Regions from separate parts of the Anser cygnoides genome. Here region 2 is linked to region 1. A link is a contact called in public Hi-C data. All regions are on one chromosome and are shown on one strand. Each heading gives the region's core, a stretch centred on a gene start, on an enhancer-like site or on the middle of the called end of the contact. The rest is flanking DNA. Distances are from core to core; before and after follow the strand shown. Region 1 overlaps CRADD (CASP2 and RIPK1 domain containing adaptor with death domain). Region 2 holds the start of CRADD (CASP2 and RIPK1 domain containing adaptor with death domain).

What was found. Hi-C and Micro-C count contacts between places; a contact is called where the count stands out from the background.
Region 2: a contact with region 1 is called in a Hi-C map of liver, with 1.6 times the contacts expected there. The contact joins the promoter of CRADD here to the enhancer-like site in region 1. A contact is called at or near these places in 2 of 7 Hi-C or Micro-C datasets (both in liver).

Annotation. Positions count from the first base shown.
Region 1 is chr1:48,876,295-48,879,644 of Taihu_goose_T2T_genome, forward strand. All of the region lies in intron 2 of CRADD (CASP2 and RIPK1 domain containing adaptor with death domain), which reads right to left. Among named protein-coding and RNA genes, the nearest start is that of CRADD, 53 kb to the right of the region's middle. Within about 2 kb of position 1,732, at least 1 of the 3 cell types and tissues checked has open chromatin away from gene starts, as enhancers often do. A contact at or near this core is called in liver, where this site is marked.
Region 2 is chr1:48,929,344-48,932,870 of Taihu_goose_T2T_genome, forward strand. It overlaps CRADD (CASP2 and RIPK1 domain containing adaptor with death domain), which reads right to left and starts at 2,043. Exons shown (of 3, transcript XM_066995067.1): 1 at 1,905-2,043.

The sequences.
Region 1 (3,350 bases), core at 482-2,981:
GGATTCAGAGGGCAGATGGCTCCAGTTCCAGTAACCACCTCTTCTTCCTCCGGTAAGCTTTAAAATGCTAGTGGTTAGAGCATTTTGGACAGGGAGGGACGGACTGACTCAGTTCCTACTCCCAAGCGCAGTTGCAGCCTGGACGAGTGAGCACATACGATCAATATCCATCAGGAAAACAAAGGAGACAGAGGCCGTGAAAAGGAAGGAAGTCGCACACTAAAACATTTCATTTTTCCATATTTTTCCTCACAAATATCCCAAAACATAACGCAGACAGATTTTTTGCAGAAGTGACCAGGATTTATTAAAGACAGGATATTGATATGAAACATTCATGACCCTCAACAGTATTTCTCTTGGATGGAGTAATGAAGTGAATTTATTACATACCAGTGCCAAGAAGCTCATAATAAAAATACAGATTATAGTTCTCAGATTCATCAACTCAAACCAGATATTTCTGAAAAAAATATGCTGCAGCAGCAGGAAGAATGTAAGTCTCATAAGTTACTTGGGTTACCAAAGCTGCATGTGAAATACGTATTTTATCCAACAACAGGATAAAAAGTAAATGATTTGATTTTAAAATTCCGGAACAAAGGCACTCTGTGAAGACATGAGAAGGAGAACCCTTGTTGTGTTATCCCAGGTGTGGGGCGTAAGGGGGAAGATATATAGTTATGTTGGACACGGACAAAGCAAGCAGAGATTTTATTGCATTGCCAAGTTGCTGATTTTACGAGACTTGAAATAAAACAATAAAAGATGGATAAAGCAAGATAGAGAAATACAGTATCTTCTCAGGAAGCTTGGCTTCAGAGAGGATTCAGACAGAACACGGCCACAGCAGAGCTTGCCATTGATCCTGCCCTGATCGCTCGCTCTCCTATTCTCTTCCGCTTCTGACCTTTGCTTCTTTCTCTGCTGGGCAGTATCTGTGGGGGAATCAGCCAAGGAGGATCCATTTATTAAATTCTTAATAGTGAGCTTTGAATATTTCATTCAGCTTCCGCCACGCTCTCTGCAAAATGGGAATATCCCTCTTCAAAACGTTCCCAGAGCCTGCCTGCATCGCATCTGCATGGTCTGCGTGGCTTCGGGAAGACTGAACACATCAGCGTGCTGTGCAAGAAGGAACTCATACATCTTGAGGCGTGACTGAAGGCACTGTCACACGGAAAGCTTCCACACATCACTGTGTAAGGGACCAACCCTTTAACGACTCAACACTCTTCATAGGCAGACATGCTACCAAGGGGAGAAGTTTATTTTGAAGTTAGTGCCGAGAATTTCCAGGGTTTCTAATTCCTCACTTCTTCCAGCCCATCCTCAGGAAAAGCAATAAATAAATAAATAAATAAATAAATAAATAAAGCAAAGAAAAATAAATCAAAGCAAATACCATGGTGCTTCTAATTTCCCTCCAATACAGAACAGGCAAAAAAGCATTTAAAACTGCTTTAGGTTTGGGAAATTACTAATCATGAGATCTCAAGTGTGTGTCTGTGTTTAGCAGAGAATGTAATGGAAAAAAAAATAAGAGTATTAGTGACTATCCAAGAAAGATTTCAAGAAAACAGGGTGGAAGGGAGTTTGTTTGGATTTAATGTTTCCCCAGCAGCATCTCTAATCCAAACATTACACCACAGGTCAAATGGAGGGGAGCCAGAAAATGAAGCACATTAAAAATAGCCCTTAAAAAGGAAAGTGAAAGTGACCGGTCTCATTCCACCTTTTGTGACCATGAAATGCACATTCTGTGATGAAAACCAAATTTGGGCTCTGGTGCCATCACTGACTGTACGTAAATACAGCAACCTATGCATGCGCAGTCCAACAGAAAAATACAGAGGCAGCTTTAAAATTCTTCCAGACTTAGAAATCCGAGGTGGTATTACTGCTTGTAAGTAAACTTACATTAAAATATTTCTTTTTTTAACTGATAGGATTGATTTAGAAATCGCGTTATATCAAAAAGCTGTCACATGTCAGTTTTAAATACATTAACTTAGTTCGACAAGTCAGCGCTATAAAAACGAAACAAATATTATGCCACATTTGAAATACAATGAACTGTCCTCAGCCCGTTGTCCTAGCGCTTCCAAGCCGCCTCCTCGCAGGCAGAGAAGTTCAGCAAAGCTCTCACGAGGCTGCCTGCCACCAAGACCAGAGAAAAGGCATCTGGCAGCTGCCTTGGTAGCAATTTATAGCCATAAGGTTAAGTCTTCACAGCCCTGTATCCGAGCTAACAGCCTGGTTCACACATTGCAGTACTCAGTTTTCTTCTGGGTGCTCCTTTGAACTGAAGGAAATTAACCTTTTTTAATGTTTGCTAACACTCAGACTTTGCATCCTGATGCTGATAGAGTCTCATTTCGCCTTTATTTCAGGGGGCCAGGAATTAGAAGAAGTTAAGGGGAGAAAAAGCATCGTGGCCATGGAAGGCAGTGCCATTGCCCCTAGCAGATCCACCCAGACAGGAGAACCGCAGTCCCCCTCAGAGCCTCTCAAACTGTTGCAAAATGCCTGTAAGGCATCTTTTCTCTCTTCTCCAGGTGCTCCTTGAGAACGAGACGTGCACCATTAAACAGGGAGCCAGAGGGTTAAGCACCACATTGCCTGAAGGGCAGAGCACTGGACAAGCAAAGAGGCCTGAACAAGCAAAATGCCTTAGTCAAAGAAAAGGCAATTCCAAACTTCTTGTCACTGAGGAAAAAAAAAGCGATCTCACCAGAGGATGAAATGACCAGCAACTTGCAGCAACAAAACAAGAACTATTTGAGCGAAAAATCTGAAGCATTCTCAGGGAGTGCTGACAAAGCTTGAAAAAATTAATCTCTCCTGAGGCTGGAGGGAGACTCCCTGAGAGGGGGGACACCTGCCCATCCTGACGTGTCATCTTGTGGGAAAAGCAGCTAGGGAGAAAAAACCGAGCAAAGGCGAGTTCTCTATTCTGGAATTCACCCAGACAGGGAAACTTGTTCAAGTGCTGCAAGCTGATCACTTGAGGCTTCTGAAAGGAGCAAGCTCTGCATCTCTTAAAAGGAACAAGCTTCATGTAAACAGCGCTCCGGGGAAAAGACGTTGATGAAAGGTATTGTGCTGCGTGCTTAACATGAAAAGAGAACACTGCTCCAAACAGCTAAGGGCTCTGCAGAGGTCTGAACAAAGGTAAAGTGGGAAATGCAGACTTGCAAGATTTCAAGGACTGGGTTTTGATGGGGCCTTTACGTGCCTTCCTGGATGTTGAGACTCCCTCAGTGTGAGAAACAACTCACAGGAATGAGAAACACCAAGCCATGCTCCTCTCCAGACCTTAAGCACCTCGCAGAGGGCTACCAGGATGG
Region 2 (3,527 bases), core at 793-3,292, 53 kb after region 1:
AATTTAGAACAGTACGTATGACTGTGCAGAAAGGTAATAGTTGCCTCTGATGACAAAAGTTATTTTTGTATAATTAGATCTTATTATATTAAACATTAGTATTTCATTTTATATAAATGAAAATATATATGAAATATATAAATGAAAAAGAAAATGAAAGACAAGCCTACACAGCCTGACTGTTGAAATTTAGGGCAGGTAATCAACAGAACATATAGGCACATAAATGGCATTCTGGACAGAATGCAGGAGCCTATGGCCAAAAGAAAGAGACTGGAAAACCCCATCTGTGGCTCCCCCTGATAAAGGCACTTTCTGAAAATGCTTTCCCTGAGTGCTGAAAGCAGTGCTGGATGGCAGCTTCCCAGGAGGTTACCCAGTACGTGTCTCTGTGCTGATCTGAATTTTGAGGTGCTCACCTTCTGTCTGGGGTCATCTCGGAATTGAACAGCAGCTCTCCTGGCACATGTCCTTTAAAAGGCCTAGCTTGCTAGGCATAGCTCAAACATCAAACTCTGACACGGAGTGAGACGACAGTGAAAGCAAGGTAAAAAAAGAGAACTGGGTATCTCGTCTGATGTTAGGATGCTCATTTTGGATGGGTGAAACTCAAGATTCTGGTCTCTAACATGAGCTACTTCTGGAAGCACTCACCAGACTACAGCAAAATAACCAAAAAATAAATAAATCACAAAGCAGATCCCTGCAATTTCTCCCTTCCAGAATTCCCTGTCTGCCTGCGAGCTCACCAAAGTGTTTGCAGAGTTCAAGCCAGGCACCCAGCCACAGCTCAGATGGCATTACCTAAACCCAGGCAGAAAACTCTTTCCAACGCTGTGTAACCCTTCTGCTTCACCCTCGGCAAGGGTCATCCAAAGTCCCAGCCCAAGAGCCTCACCCACGCACTGAGCGAGGAAAAACGAGGTCTCTGGCCACTACGTAACACAAGACCAGCTCCCCTTCCTCGTGGCCAAAGTGGCCAACCCTTCTCAAACATAAGCCTTTTCACACCGTCTCAGTTCGCACCTTCACGCGCCGGGAAATGCCTACTGAGTTATGAAAGTGAAATGGAAATTTCTGCTGAAAAAGGCATTTGGCCCACGGGCTTCAGAGCGAGCCCAGCCCAGGTTTTAAAGCCTGTGGGGCTGCTTCACGCCAAGGCCACTGGCCCAGCAAACCTTCCAGGATGCGGCTTTTTTGATATTTAGGGTCTTTTTAAAGATTAAGTGTTTCTTTATGTGTGTTTACCATGAGGAGGAAGTGTCTGATTCAGGAACTGGAGAGCCAGATAGGGAAACGTTATCGGGATTTCGGTGCACGTAAGTGTAGGGCCAGAGTTTAATGCGAAAGGGAAAGGGCTCCAACTAACATCAATCACAGGCTGTATCTAGAGGTCCAAAGTAAGCTCTCGGGTAAATTTCCTCTAGAGATAGCGGTGCTGGAGGGAACACGAACAGATGAGAGCCCGGTTTAACCAGAAGATGACATTGCTCAAACCTTCCCTGGACACTTCTATGGACCGTGGAGCCCTAGGGTTTTTCGTAGGGCCAAATTTTAACAAGCACACCTGTAAGGTATGCGGAACGAGCACAGCCCTCGCCTTTCCCCCGCACCCACACGCACACCCCGGGATATTCCGGGACCTGCCGCTGCACGGGGTGCCCGTGCAGGGGGCAACCCAGCCCGCAGGCTGCCCCCCCTCCCCGCCCGACCCCCGGCGGCCCCCCCCGGCCCCAGCAGCGCCGTGCTGCCGGTGCCTCCCCGCCGGCTGCCATTCGCCGCCCGCCAGGGCAGGGCCACGGCCCGGCCCGGCCCCGCGGCGGAGCAGAAGGAGCGAGGCCCCCGGGGCGGCGGGCGCCGGGCGGGGGGGAGCCCGCTGCCCCCTGCCCCCGCCCCGTACTTACGGGAGGGAACCGGGGAGCTACCGGCGGCGCCCCCGCCGGGCCCGCTCGGCCGCCACCATCTTTGGTGAGGGCTCCGCCGGAAGCCGCCGCCGCCGCCTCCCTCGCCGCGGGCCGGCCGGGGAAGGGCGGGGGGGGCGCCGCCGCCGCCATGTCGGTTGTGGGCAGCGCGGCGGGCGGGCGGGAGGCGCGGCGGGGAGCCCGGCCCCGGGGGCGGCCGGCGGCCGGAGGGGGCCGGAGGGGGTCGGAGGCACCGCAGGCACCGCGCCTCGGGCGGCAGCGCCGCCTGCTCCGGCGGGACGGGACGGGACGGGACGGGGGCTCAGGGCCCCGGCTCCTCCCGCGGGAGCCCGGCCGGCGGCCGCCGGGGCGTTGGCAGCGCAGGGGGGGATCCGTGGGGAGTAAGGTGGCAGCGGGGCGGAGGCAGGCTGCCTTTGGCACCGTGTGGAGGTGTGTGCGTGCTCGTTTTGTGGCCGTGTGTGTGTGGCGGTTTTGGGGCCGGGGACTGCTGGCGTGGCGGTGTCAGAGCGGTGCCTTGGGTTTCTTGGCCAGCGCCTCTACCTAGGGCTGCTTCCAGGTAATAAACTTCGTGCGAGGGCTTTGGGTGGCTTTTAAATAGTTGATAGATTGTATTTTATTCGAAAATTGATGGATTGTATCATTGAATATTTGATAGGTTATATCTCATTAAGTAATTAATGGATTGCATCTTATCCAATAATGGATATATTACATCTTATTCAATAGCTGATGGATTATATCTTACTCCAATACATCCGTTAACCAAGGTAAATGCTTTTGTCTCGGGCACACGTTAATCTTCTAGGAGGACCAGCTTTAGATCCGTCTGTGTGCTGTGTCCTGAAAGCATGCCGGGAGCAGGCAGCACGCCGTCGGCAGTAACTAACCTTGCTGTTGTAGCCAAAGTGCAGCGTTTAAATTTTCATGTCATGGGTGGTTTGTAATAGTGGCTGCGAGAAAATACATTTGTAAATGATCCGAGCTGACACCAGGGAGCAGAGAACACCGCAGTCAATCTGTAAGATCATCCCTCAGCGCAGAGCTGCATCACTACAGATAGTTTGCTTTCTTAACTTATTGCCTCTCTGACTGCCAAGGTTTGGCTTTCTTTTCCCAATTCCAGTCACCGTCTAAGGAACTGTGTTATATCTAGACTTGCAGTGACCAAACTTGGAGACTTGAGATGTCACCTGGCAGCTGCACTTAATTGCAGATACCGCACCTACATTTTAAACCAGAAAATGAATGCAAGCAGTTACATCACTTGCATTTACTCCGTCTTTTTGCCAGATGAGGCAGCTACGATTATTTATTTTATACTGTCCAAGAATATCTTAGAAAGTTAGCAAAACATAGGGATATGCATGGAGCAACTCCGGTTCCCACTCACATAAATAGGGGCAGCCTCGTTGTCTTTAGTACAGCCAGCATTAGTCACGTCTTTGCTTGCAGTCTAAACATGCAAAGAAGGAAAGTGGTGAAAGGAAACAGATAAGCCTCGGAAGGAAGAGGATAAGAGCAGAGGTCCAAGTCTCATTAAAGGGAAAATCTGGTGTTTCCTTTTCCTTCCACTGGTTTGTAAGTGGTGGAAACTATAAATGCGCT